2 separate regions of the Hordeum vulgare genome follow, and region 1 is linked to region 2. A link is a contact called in public Hi-C data. All regions are on one chromosome and are shown on one strand. Each heading gives the region's core, a stretch centred on a gene start, on an enhancer-like site or on the middle of the called end of the contact. The rest is flanking DNA. Distances are from core to core; before and after follow the strand shown. Region 1 has its middle 74 kb from the start of LOC123412436. Region 2 has its middle 22 kb from the start of LOC123412436.

Region 1 (5,434 bases), core at 863-3,362, 53 kb before region 2:
TAAGTGAAAACGGTTTAGGAGTTGGACGCACGATTCAAGAGACAAAAATAGTTTGAATACTAGAGAAAAACTGAAAAGTTCATGCAAGAAGTAACTCTTAAATCGTGATTTAGATACAACTCTCTATGAGCAAGATTTATTGGAAAATCTTATTCGCCGCATTCTGCGGCAAAGTATCAACCTCTAGCACACACATCGATCGTTTGTGGGCCGGTCAATGACGGGTGTTCGTACAAAGAATCCCCCCCCCCAACCCCACCCCCCTAAAAATAGAACATGGAATCGAACCTCAAATCTCCCACTCGTGGAGATGGGTTGCTAGCCACTAGAGCTTAACAACGCCTAGTGTCTTATACGTGCAAGAGGTCGTCTATTATCTTTTCCTTTTTTCATGTTTTTTTAAGTTTTAGTATTTCTTTTTCTTTCTTTATTTTATTTTTGTTTTAGAAAAATCGCAAATTCAAAAAAAGATCAATATACTCAATACTTTGTTTGGCTTGAAAAAATGTTTAATTTTTTTTGTTCAGGTTTCAAAACACATTTCATTCTTTCCACAAAATGTACAAATTTTGTTTGTATTTTCAAAATTTGTTCGGTATTTCAAAATGTGTTCGTGATTTTCCAAAAATATTCAAATTTTTAAAGAGTTTTGGAATTTCACATTTAGTTCCATTTTTCAAAATTTATTGGTGATTTTCAAGTTTGTGTTTTCAATTTTTTCTTAGTTTTCAAAGAGTTTGAAATTTCACATTTGTTCCCATTTTTCAATATTATTCCTGATTTTTAAAAATGTTCAAATTTTTGAAAACCGGAATTTCAAATTTGTTCCCATTTTAAAAAAATTGTTCATGTTTTCCCAAAATTGTTCGTCTTCTCAAAAAGTGTTCACAAATTCATAAAATGTTCACGGTTTCACCTTTTATTCAGAAATTTTCAAAAAAGGTTCTTCTTTTTAAAATTATTCACATATTCAAAAAAATTGTTTAGATTTTCAAAATTTGTTCTCGTTGTTGGACAAATGCTCAAACTTTGAAACTTTACTTACCTTTTAGAAAAATGTTTATAATTTCCAAGTTTTGTTTGAATCAAATCGAAAAGTGTTAGTTCTGGCACTGTTGTTAGTTCTTAGATATTAGCGCTGCAAAACGGTCACTTAGAATCATCAGCTCGCATCGCAATCGATAGGACCCCGTTACTCAAAGGTCTGCAGTTCAATCTCTGTGAAACGCGCTTCTGTTTTCCTTATTTTCTCCTGTCGCGCTACAGTGCCAGCAATGTCTGTTATGGGCTGGCCCAATCGGTTCGTCCCCTCTGCGAAGGGCATCCTTTTGCCACAAAGTGCGGCGTATATGAGCTTCTCGATCTAGTTGCCACAATGTTGTGCCGGAGTGCCCGGGTGAGCGAGTGAAGCGCGCGTGAGATTGTGTCGTCGACCGTTGGCCTGCGCCCGGGCGCCGGGTCTCGAACACCACATAACAATGCATAACTTTCCTAGTCTCCAACAAAAAAGCACAACTTTCCTTTAGAAAAAACATAACAACATATAATTGGTTTCACATTCAGTAGTAATAATTTGATCCTCAATTCAAAAAATATGATCCTCGGAGCATTTCTTCTACACATGCGGATCTGACATCTTCTCTTCCGCCGTCTCTTTGTCGGAGCGAAGCCATTTTTTCGTGAGCATGTAGCTCTCTACGCAAACCCCCCGTAAATCGAGCGCGTGCAACAAAATTGATATCAGCAAATTCATTTGCTTTTCGGTAAGGACGAAGAGAAGGAGACCGACATATGATTGGTGGAGGCACGTACCAGAGCGGGTCGTTGGGTCTGGGCTTGATCTGCACGGCGAGCTACTGGAACCCTCCCTGGTGAGGCGCGTGTCGTACCGTCACACGTCGAACAACGCTTCCCTCTTCTGCTTGATCAGGTTCAGAGCGCGAGCCTTGCCGTTTGCTACGGCGGCAATGCTGTGGACGAGCCTCCTCGGCAGCAACTCGGCCCATGTGCCGCCGCCGCCCAACCTCATCGTCGCGTGTCGAAGAGCTATTGCCATCACTCTATGTATGATGCTCTGACTTCCTTTGCATGCGCGTGTGATTTTGTCAAAGGATCCCCGTTGTGAGTGGAGGAGAGGTTGGGTTGTGTAGCGCGTCGGCTTAAATTTAGGTCGGTCGGCTGTCAAGCATCAGATTTTACATGTATCAACAAACCAGATCGTCACAACCAAGTTGCCTTTCTGCTCCGCACGCGTGCGAGAACAAAAAAAGGGAAAAAGATCTCTGCAGGTCGGCCTCCTGTGTGCTTGCCTTGGTCGTCTCGTCGCAGCTCCCCGAGGACGCTCACCGTCGCAGCATACCAGGACTGCTTGCCAGATGCAGCTTTGCGTGCCTTTTGAATCTCGATGTCTCTCCCCCCTCCCCGATTGCAGCACTACCGGACGAGGTCTCCAACATCGTCACCAACCGTCGTCAGAACTCGCCACACTCGCCATCCGTCATCACCGTCGTGCAACTTTGTCATCACGGCTCGCCATTGTTGGCTAGTCATTCTCTGTTTGAAGCTTTTTTAGAAGCGGTTTGTAGCTTTTCTCAATGATGGTTGCAGCTTTTTGCGGCACGGTGGCGCGACCTCCAGCATCCCGTATCCCATTGAAACTTTTTTTAAACCGGTTGTAACTTTCTTGGTTGTCGGATGTAGCATTTTACAGTATTGGACGCAGCTCTGGCGCACATCCGTCGAATCCCCTCCTTTCTCTGGTTCCATCAAAAACTACCATCGGTCATAGCATTTGACATTGAGGGTTGTAGCAGTTTTGATCACTCGTTCCAGCAAATCCAGGTGATCGTTGCAACAAAAACAAGAAATTTTGCTGGTTATTGCTCCAAACCAGCATGGAGAAAAGTTACAACATCGGCTTGTGCAAATGTAGCAAAATGAGACACCCGTTATAGGAAATTTCACACCGGTTGTAGCAAAAATCGCTGGATGACCGTGGCTACAAGTCCGCCGAACTTGGTTTGCAACTCTCACAAACATGTTTATAGCTTTTTTGGTGAACGGTTTTAGCTTTTGTGGTACGTGGTTGTAGCATTCGCGACGCCGTCTCAACAGCTGCTCGGACAGCAACCTCACGTGTCGGTCGTGGTTCACCAACCCAGTCGCCCTATCGTTTGCAGCTCCTCCGTCTGCCGGTTGCAACTCCGACATAGTCAGATGTAGATTTTCTGTCCACCGGTTTCAGCTCCCCCGGCGTGCTTCTGTGAGGAAATTGTTCTGACTAAGGAGTTAGGATTTTGCCACTGTGAATTGCCTACAAGTGAGGAACATGATAGATCTGAGGATTTTCATAGTGCGAAAATTCCAACCGTTGTTGTGCTTTACGCCAGCTGTCCCAAAACCTTATCCACATAAAGGTCATATCATTAAGGGGCATTTATGTCATATCATATCGGGATTGCTCCCAGGCTATAAATAGCCGCCCCTACAACCACTAGCTGGTTGGCTGATCATAGAGAGAACTTGACACTTGTCATTTGAGAGCAACCCATCCTCTGGGGACTTTGAGAGAAAATCATCTAGGAGGAAAAATCTGAACACCCAAACCAAGCCGAAACCCAAAGTGATTGAGCATCACTAAAGAGATTGTTCCTGTGTGGAACTGATGCTTGTTACCTTTGAAGATTGTGTATCTTCTAGATGATTAGGCGTCAATGGTCTAGAGCATCCAGTAGTAAATTGTGGAGTGTCGGGTGATCGAGTTTGTGGGGCTTTGGAAGTATGCTCTCAAGACTTACCACGAATGTTGGACGAGGTTTGTCTGACCTTTTCTCAAGGAGAATACGACAAGGACCATTTGTCCTGGGACTGTGTGTCCAAGGTTGTCAGAATCGCGATTCTGTTGTGCGATTCTACAACTTTACGATCCAAACAAACCCCTCTGATTCTACGATTTTGGTTCATAGAATCTACGTTTTTACGATCCTGATAGTGAAGATTCTACGATTTGCGATCCTGTCGTTGTGGCTCCGATCCGATTCAGAATCGCGATTTTGACAACCTTGTGTGTGTCCTTTGGTTTAAATACCAAGCCGCTCTAAACCGTACGTACGACTATCACAAAGAATTGGGTCATCGAATCATTGTCTTCATCGAGCTCCTGGTTCTATTTCCTCAACTCATCTATTAGCTCAAGTACTTGCCGATGAAATTGACTGTTACTGTTTGAAGACTTTGACTAAAGAGTTTCTCAATTTGCTCATCCCAAATTCTGCACTCACCTTGTTCTTCACCTACTTATCTTGGTTACACGCTAGTTGTGATCTGTGTATGTTTCATTTAATCATGACGAATATGCTCCTCGTATGTTTTGCATGATGTTGAGTACTTATTCCGCTGCTAGTGTTTTGCTGCTTAGCAATTTCCTCAATGAGCAATTCCTCAACGACAAATTTGTAAAAATTGCCTATTCACCCCCTCTAGTCGATATAACACACTTTAAATTGGTATCAGAGCAAGGTACTCCCTTGTTCTCTGTGATTTTGGTTTAACCACCTGGAGTTTTAGTTATGTCGACTGCAGGTATGATCAAGGTATCTGCGGGGTGTCCTACCTTTGAAGGATCGGACTACCCCTACTCGAAGAACAAGATGTGTATACATCTTGAAGCAATTGATAACGATCTCCGGTATGTTGTGGAAAATGGTGTTCCCTCCATCACCCCAATTATCAACGTTGCGGATGTGAAGAGAATCAAGCAACTTGACTCTCAAGCGAAGAATATCATATGTGGCCATCTAAGAAAAGGTCAGTATGGCAGAGTGAATGCTTTGGTGTCTTCAAAGCTCATCTAGGACAGGCTTGTCCAAGGTCAGCGAAGGAATCTCATCTCAACATGACTCTCGGCTGGATGCTCTTTGCAATCTCTTCAATATCTTCAAAAGACTCAACAATGAAAATGTTGAGCAAACTTTCGATCACCACACTGAGATCTCCAATGAGCTCCAAGCTCTTGATGCCACTGACATGACCGATCATGAGGTGGTGAAGAAATTGCAGAGATCTCTTGATTCCTCATTCGATACACTTGCTATCATGATTCAAGAGCGTGGAGACTATAAGTCACTAGATCCCGTTGATATTCTTGGGAGATTCAATAGTCATTAATTCCAACAATCTGAGAAAAGAGATCTCTATGGGCCTAGCTATGGAAGATCTCCTACACTGAAGGCAAAGGAAGTTTCCTCATGTGAAGAAGAAGAATGTGATTGCAGCCTAGGTGACGCTGAAGAATTTGGCCGTGAACTTGCAATGCTAATGAGAAAATTCCAAAAGTTCTCTAGACGAGGTCAGTTTGGAAAATCTTCAAGAAGTGGTATGAATAAATAAGAATCTTCATCTGAGGACTAAAAGAAAAGAACTTGTCACAAATGCA
Region 2 (5,297 bases), core at 2,308-4,807:
CACATCAAGACTAGTTCCCAATGCCCCCTGTGCACAACAGATTGTGAGAGTATCAAACACCTATTCTTCCAATGCCCGCGGGTGGTGGAAATCTGGCGTATTCTCGGGCTGTCTAGCCTAATCCAAGAAGTATGTACTTTGGAGAGGGACGGCAGTGCGGTTTTACAAGACTTGCTGCTATCCAAGAGCTCTATCCGGTCGAATATCGCGGATGTCGGGAGGGGAGAAATCATCGCAACTGTTGTGTGGTACATATGGTGGGAGAGACGACAAGCAACAAACGGTGAGAAAGTCTATGAACCGGCCAGGTCTGCACATGCAATAACAGCACTAGCCAAGAACTTTTATAGAGCCAGGGGAAGAAGGCGGGGGTCATTCGCCACGGTTGGACACCACCAGCAGCTGGTCTATATAAGCTTAATGTCGATGCTTGCTTCAACATTGATTCTGGTGCAGGGAGCTCCGGGGTTGTGATACGTGATGACAAGGGGATCTTCCTGGCGGCATTGTGCAGTGATATCCCCTTTGCAGATGATGCGGGTTCGGCGAAAGCTAGGGGTCTGCGCGATGGTCTTCTTCTGGCTAATGAATTGGGCCTGCAAAAGCTTGTGGTGGAATCTGATTGTATGGAGGTTGTGGACACCATGCTAGAGGGAGGAAACTCGTTGGGACCGGCTGCTGCAATTTACGAAGAATGTGCTTTTCTCGCCAATAACTTTAGTTGTATCCTGTTTCAGTTTTGCCCTAGGGAGGCCAATATGGCGGCAGACACTCTTGCTAGGTATGCGGAACCCACTAAAACTATAAAGTGGGTTGATGAACCTCCGGGGTTTTTTATCGATGTATTAGCAAACGATGTAACTCTCTTCACACATGAAATATAAAGGCCGATTAGGCCTTCCTGGTTCAAAAAGAAAAATGCCCCAAAAGGCCTACAATTTTGGACGCTCGGAATTCACCTAAGGCTATGGGTATGTTCATTTATTTCGGTTTGTACCGGTTCTAAACGTCGCCATCGGTAGGCTTCATACTTGGGCAGTACTGGGCGTCGGCGCGCCGGCGCGAACGCTCGCGCCGGTCGCAATGCGGCTGTCATATCTGTGGGGCGCACCGTTAGATCTATTCATACAACATTTTTTTCGATGCAGCAAATTTCGGTCACGATGCAGCAAATTTCGGCCACGGTTACAACGAAAATATGGTTGTAGCAAAAAAACATCAACGTGATCGTAGCAAAAAAAACGACGTTGATGATGCATGGTAGCAAAACAAAATATGGGTTGTAGCAAAAACAATATGATGAACTCGGGTTGCAACTCTGACGAACGTGTATGTAATTTTTTTAATGAACGGTTGCAGCAAAAAATGATAACGGTTGTAGTAAAAATTAATACGGTTGTAGCAAAAATCAAACGTCAGTTCTAGCAAAAAAATCCAACGAACACAAGTTGCAACCAAACGTAGGTGCAGTTTTTTTAATAAAAAAATTATAGCAAAATAAGAAACGTTTATAGCAATTTAAACATGATTGCAGCAAATCTGGACAACAAAATATTACATGCCTTTGCCAGCAAGGCGCGTAGGCCGCACAATTCGGCCGGTGTGCCGGCTGGAAGCGTTAGGCTTCATACTTCCGCTCAAAGCCTTGAAAATTATGGGAGAAAATTTAGATGTGCACTGATATTCGTTATCTAACAGAGATTGTGAACCTGAGTTGAAGTTCATACTTTGTTGTACACCTCATTTGGTATTAATAAATTGATTGGATGCATCGCTTGATGCAGAGGCCGAATACAATCCTCCTCTTTGAGAAAAAAAATCTGGTAGGAATTGCTACATCATTGTATGTGCGTATGGAATGTTGGAGTTGCCGGTAGCTAGGTTGGATTTTTCTTTGTCTTTGGGCTGGTGTTCAGCTGTTTTTTCTTTTCTTTTTTGGACGTGTTTGTGCACCGAGTTAGATTTTCTTTTTTGATATGCAGACATCATTTATTAATTAAAAAGAACAAAGTTGCTCTGTTAATTAAGAAACCCAATGAGAAACGAGGGAGATAGAAGTTGCATAGTTCACGGAAAGGAAGGTTAGACACCGAGGTCAAATTGGCTTGGGGGTACTCTTCGTGATATAATACAAGCGTCTGGTTTTGGCCCGGGGCTCGTTTCAATCATGTCTCCGTCACTGGAGACGTTGACGGCCCTGGGAATCATCATCCTTCTTAATTATCCACATGCGAGATTGTACTCCTAAACCACACAAGGCCTCCTTCTCCTTCGTTCGGAAGAATATATAAAAGCGTTTGGAGCAATGCCGGCACACACGGAGCCGAGCCCAGAGGACGAAACCGACGCAACATGTAGTACAGTAGTAGAGCAGCACTCGCGCTGATGCCAAATGGCTCAGGAATCAACATGTACCGTCATCATGGGGCCGGGCAGCCAGCCACATCCCACGTCCACACGTACGCCTCGTCCCGGGCAGCGGGCAGCGGCGTCAGCCCATCTGTCCATGCATGCCGGCGTCCATCGATCATCTGCGAAGCACTTGATGGCGACGCAGCGACGGACGGACGGCCGGCGCGGCCGGACGGTGGGCTGGACGTGTCAGGCGGCGTCCCGTGGCTTTAATTCTAAGCTTGTGCTGCTCCTCCTGATAATGTCTCCGCATCCAACCGCATTCAATGGCACCTGTCGCTGATACGCGTAGCTTCCTCAGCACATTTTGGCTAGGCACCAAACCCTGATGGTATCGTATTACCCCATAGCTTCATCGCTGAGTGTTGACTTGGGGTGTGTTTGCTTTGAGGATATACTGACACGGGATGGGTTGATTCCGTCCGCGGTTCATCATTTCAATGTTTAGTCGAGGATGAAACCGGAATCGGGTGATCCTTAGAAAAGGAATATTTCCTATATATGCTTCATCAATTGATTTCACCAAATCGAATGAATCACCTGGTTATTCTTCTCTTATTGATAGAAGAAAAAAGAAAACACCTCTGCTAATTGTTAAAACCAAAAATACAATGGAAATGTTGCTGGAATTTATATAATATTTTAATAATAAAAAATAACCCACAAGATGAGTTGAGTCATATTCTTCTCATTTCATATCTCCAACCAAACACAAGAATGGAACGAACCCGTGACATTTTTTGATCTTCAACCGAACACAAGAATGGAACCAACTCATTCCTTCAGAACGAGACTATGACATGCCATGCCTTTTGGTTCTCAAACCAAACACATCCTTGTACTCCCTTTGTTCCTAAATATAAGTCTTTAAAAAAATTCACTAAGGGTCTACATACGAAACAAAATAAATGAATATACACTCTAAAATATGTCTATATACATCCGTATATAGTTCACTAGTGAAACATCTAAAAAGATTTATATTTAGGAACGGAGGGAGTAACTAGTACTGATACAAGTAGATGGTACTACTAGCATTGGCATGGCACAGCTTATATTTGCTGACTTCCGAATAGGGTGGTTCGTCCTTTTACGATGAACCAGCCTCACCTTCGAAGTAACCGTGCTCAGCTAATGCTAGTGTGATGTTTTTTTAAGAGGACCAGCTTGTGTTTCCGGCTTGTAAAACAGATTTAGGTGGTTCGTTTTTGGTCCTGCGCTTCCCCAAACGTGAAGGCCGTATAAAATACGGTGTGGTGTTGCTTCAAATTACGTATGCGTCAGCAGTCAGACGTGGACATGGAGCGTGTCACGTCCAAATCCTTGTGGTTCCCTCGGTTTTGTGCAACCCAAGTGATGACAGAAAGGGACGGCTACGGATGGCCCGATCAAATCAGCTTTCCGTCCCGTCCAAGCCACAACGAGACACCCAAACGGGAGTAGTTTTCCACGAAGCAAAAGTTGCACTATACGGTGACAGGACGCAAAGCCGACGTTATGCCGTCGAGACCCCAAAGTCCCCGCTTGATTAACGCCGGTCGCGTCCACAGCACACCGGCCGACGATCGCGTCGGAGCACGAAGCCACACGAGGGTACGACGTCGACGTGTGGTGGTTTGGATTGCCGCGTTCGAAGCTTAATTTTCATGATCTACAATCCCTGCAGGAGGCGTAGCACGTCGCGCCGTCGGTGACCCTCGTGTCCCGATCGGCTATGTCTTCTTAGGGTGTGTTTGGTTGGAGGGATATCCTCCCAGAGACAAGGATAACCACTTTTTTCTGTGATTGTCATGCGTTTGGATCTGGGGCGAGGAGAGATAGAGTCAACCAGATGTTGGAATATTCTTCGAAAAAAGAGATGTGGCCAACCGTTAAAAACGGGCGGGCGGTGGCAACCACTCTGGAACGGCCGACACGGCAGGGCGCGGGAGGCGGCCGGCGCGGGAGGGCGGCCGGCGCGGGAGGCGGCCGACGCGGGAGGAGGCGGCCAACGCGGGAGGAGGCGGCCGGCGCGGGTGGCGGCCGGCGCAGGAGGAGGCCGGCGCGGCAGGATCCCATCCTCCCAACCAAACAAAAAAAATGATAACTCTATCCTTCCAACCAAACAAAAAAAAGCTATCCCCAGCCACCTGGTTGGGGATACTAGACTATCCCTCCAACCAAACACACCCTTAGTCCGTCATTTTCCACGAGATGGACAAAGCAATTCCAAAACGTCGGACCCAAACGGAGGTACATTTATTTGCTTTTTGTTTGTTTAGATTGGTCACCTGCTTGACGTTCGTCCAGCTTAAGATTTCGGTCGGCCGAATGTCCATGTATTTTTTCGTCCGTTTAACCGACCAGCATTCATTTTGAATCGGATTTAAATATTATTTTTATATAAAATGCAACATAAATTTTTATCAATTCTTCGCTACGAATATAATACAAAAGAAAATAAGAATCATAATTAGACATTTTAAAAGATGTTCAACTTTCTTAATTATACCTACTAGTTGGACTAAGACTAAGATCTTCTCTATGTCTTCGGTGTTTATCTCTCGATTCTTGAGCACAACATCTTCCTTCTTCGATGCTAAAGAATTAGAGTTGCTTTCCCTTTGGTCTTTTCTTTAGCCTCATATATACCTTCAATTCCAGATAAAAATGCACGAACATCTAGCAAATTTCATGAGATCAGTAGATTGATATATTATTCTTCCCAATACCAAAAATTGCATCCATCCTACACACAATATTAAGCAAATATAAGCTACCGAAATTGCATCAAGCAAAAGAGCAAATGGCCGAACGAAAATCGTACCCCCTCGTTTTTGCACTTCACGAACGCCCAATCGGGATGTTCTCGTGTCCAAGAAACACGTCGGACGACCTACACCGAG

Evidence for each region. Hi-C and Micro-C count contacts between places; a contact is called where the count stands out from the background.
Region 1: a contact with region 2 is called in a Hi-C map of leaf, with 2.2 times the contacts expected there. The contact joins two enhancer-like sites. A contact is called at or near these places in 2 of 6 Hi-C or Micro-C datasets (leaf and seedling).

What each region holds. Positions count from the first base shown.
Region 1 is chr7H:579,990,554-579,995,987 of MorexV3_pseudomolecules_assembly, reverse strand. No RefSeq gene overlaps it. Among protein-coding and RNA genes, the nearest start is that of LOC123412436, 74 kb to the right of the region's middle. Within about 2 kb of position 2,112, at least 1 of the 3 cell types and tissues checked has open chromatin away from gene starts, as enhancers often do. A contact at or near this core is called in leaf, where this site is marked.
Region 2 is chr7H:579,938,976-579,944,272 of MorexV3_pseudomolecules_assembly, reverse strand. No RefSeq gene overlaps it. Among protein-coding and RNA genes, the nearest start is that of LOC123412436, 22 kb to the right of the region's middle. Within about 2 kb of position 3,557, at least 3 of the 3 cell types and tissues checked have open chromatin away from gene starts, as enhancers often do. A contact at or near this core is called in leaf, where this site is marked.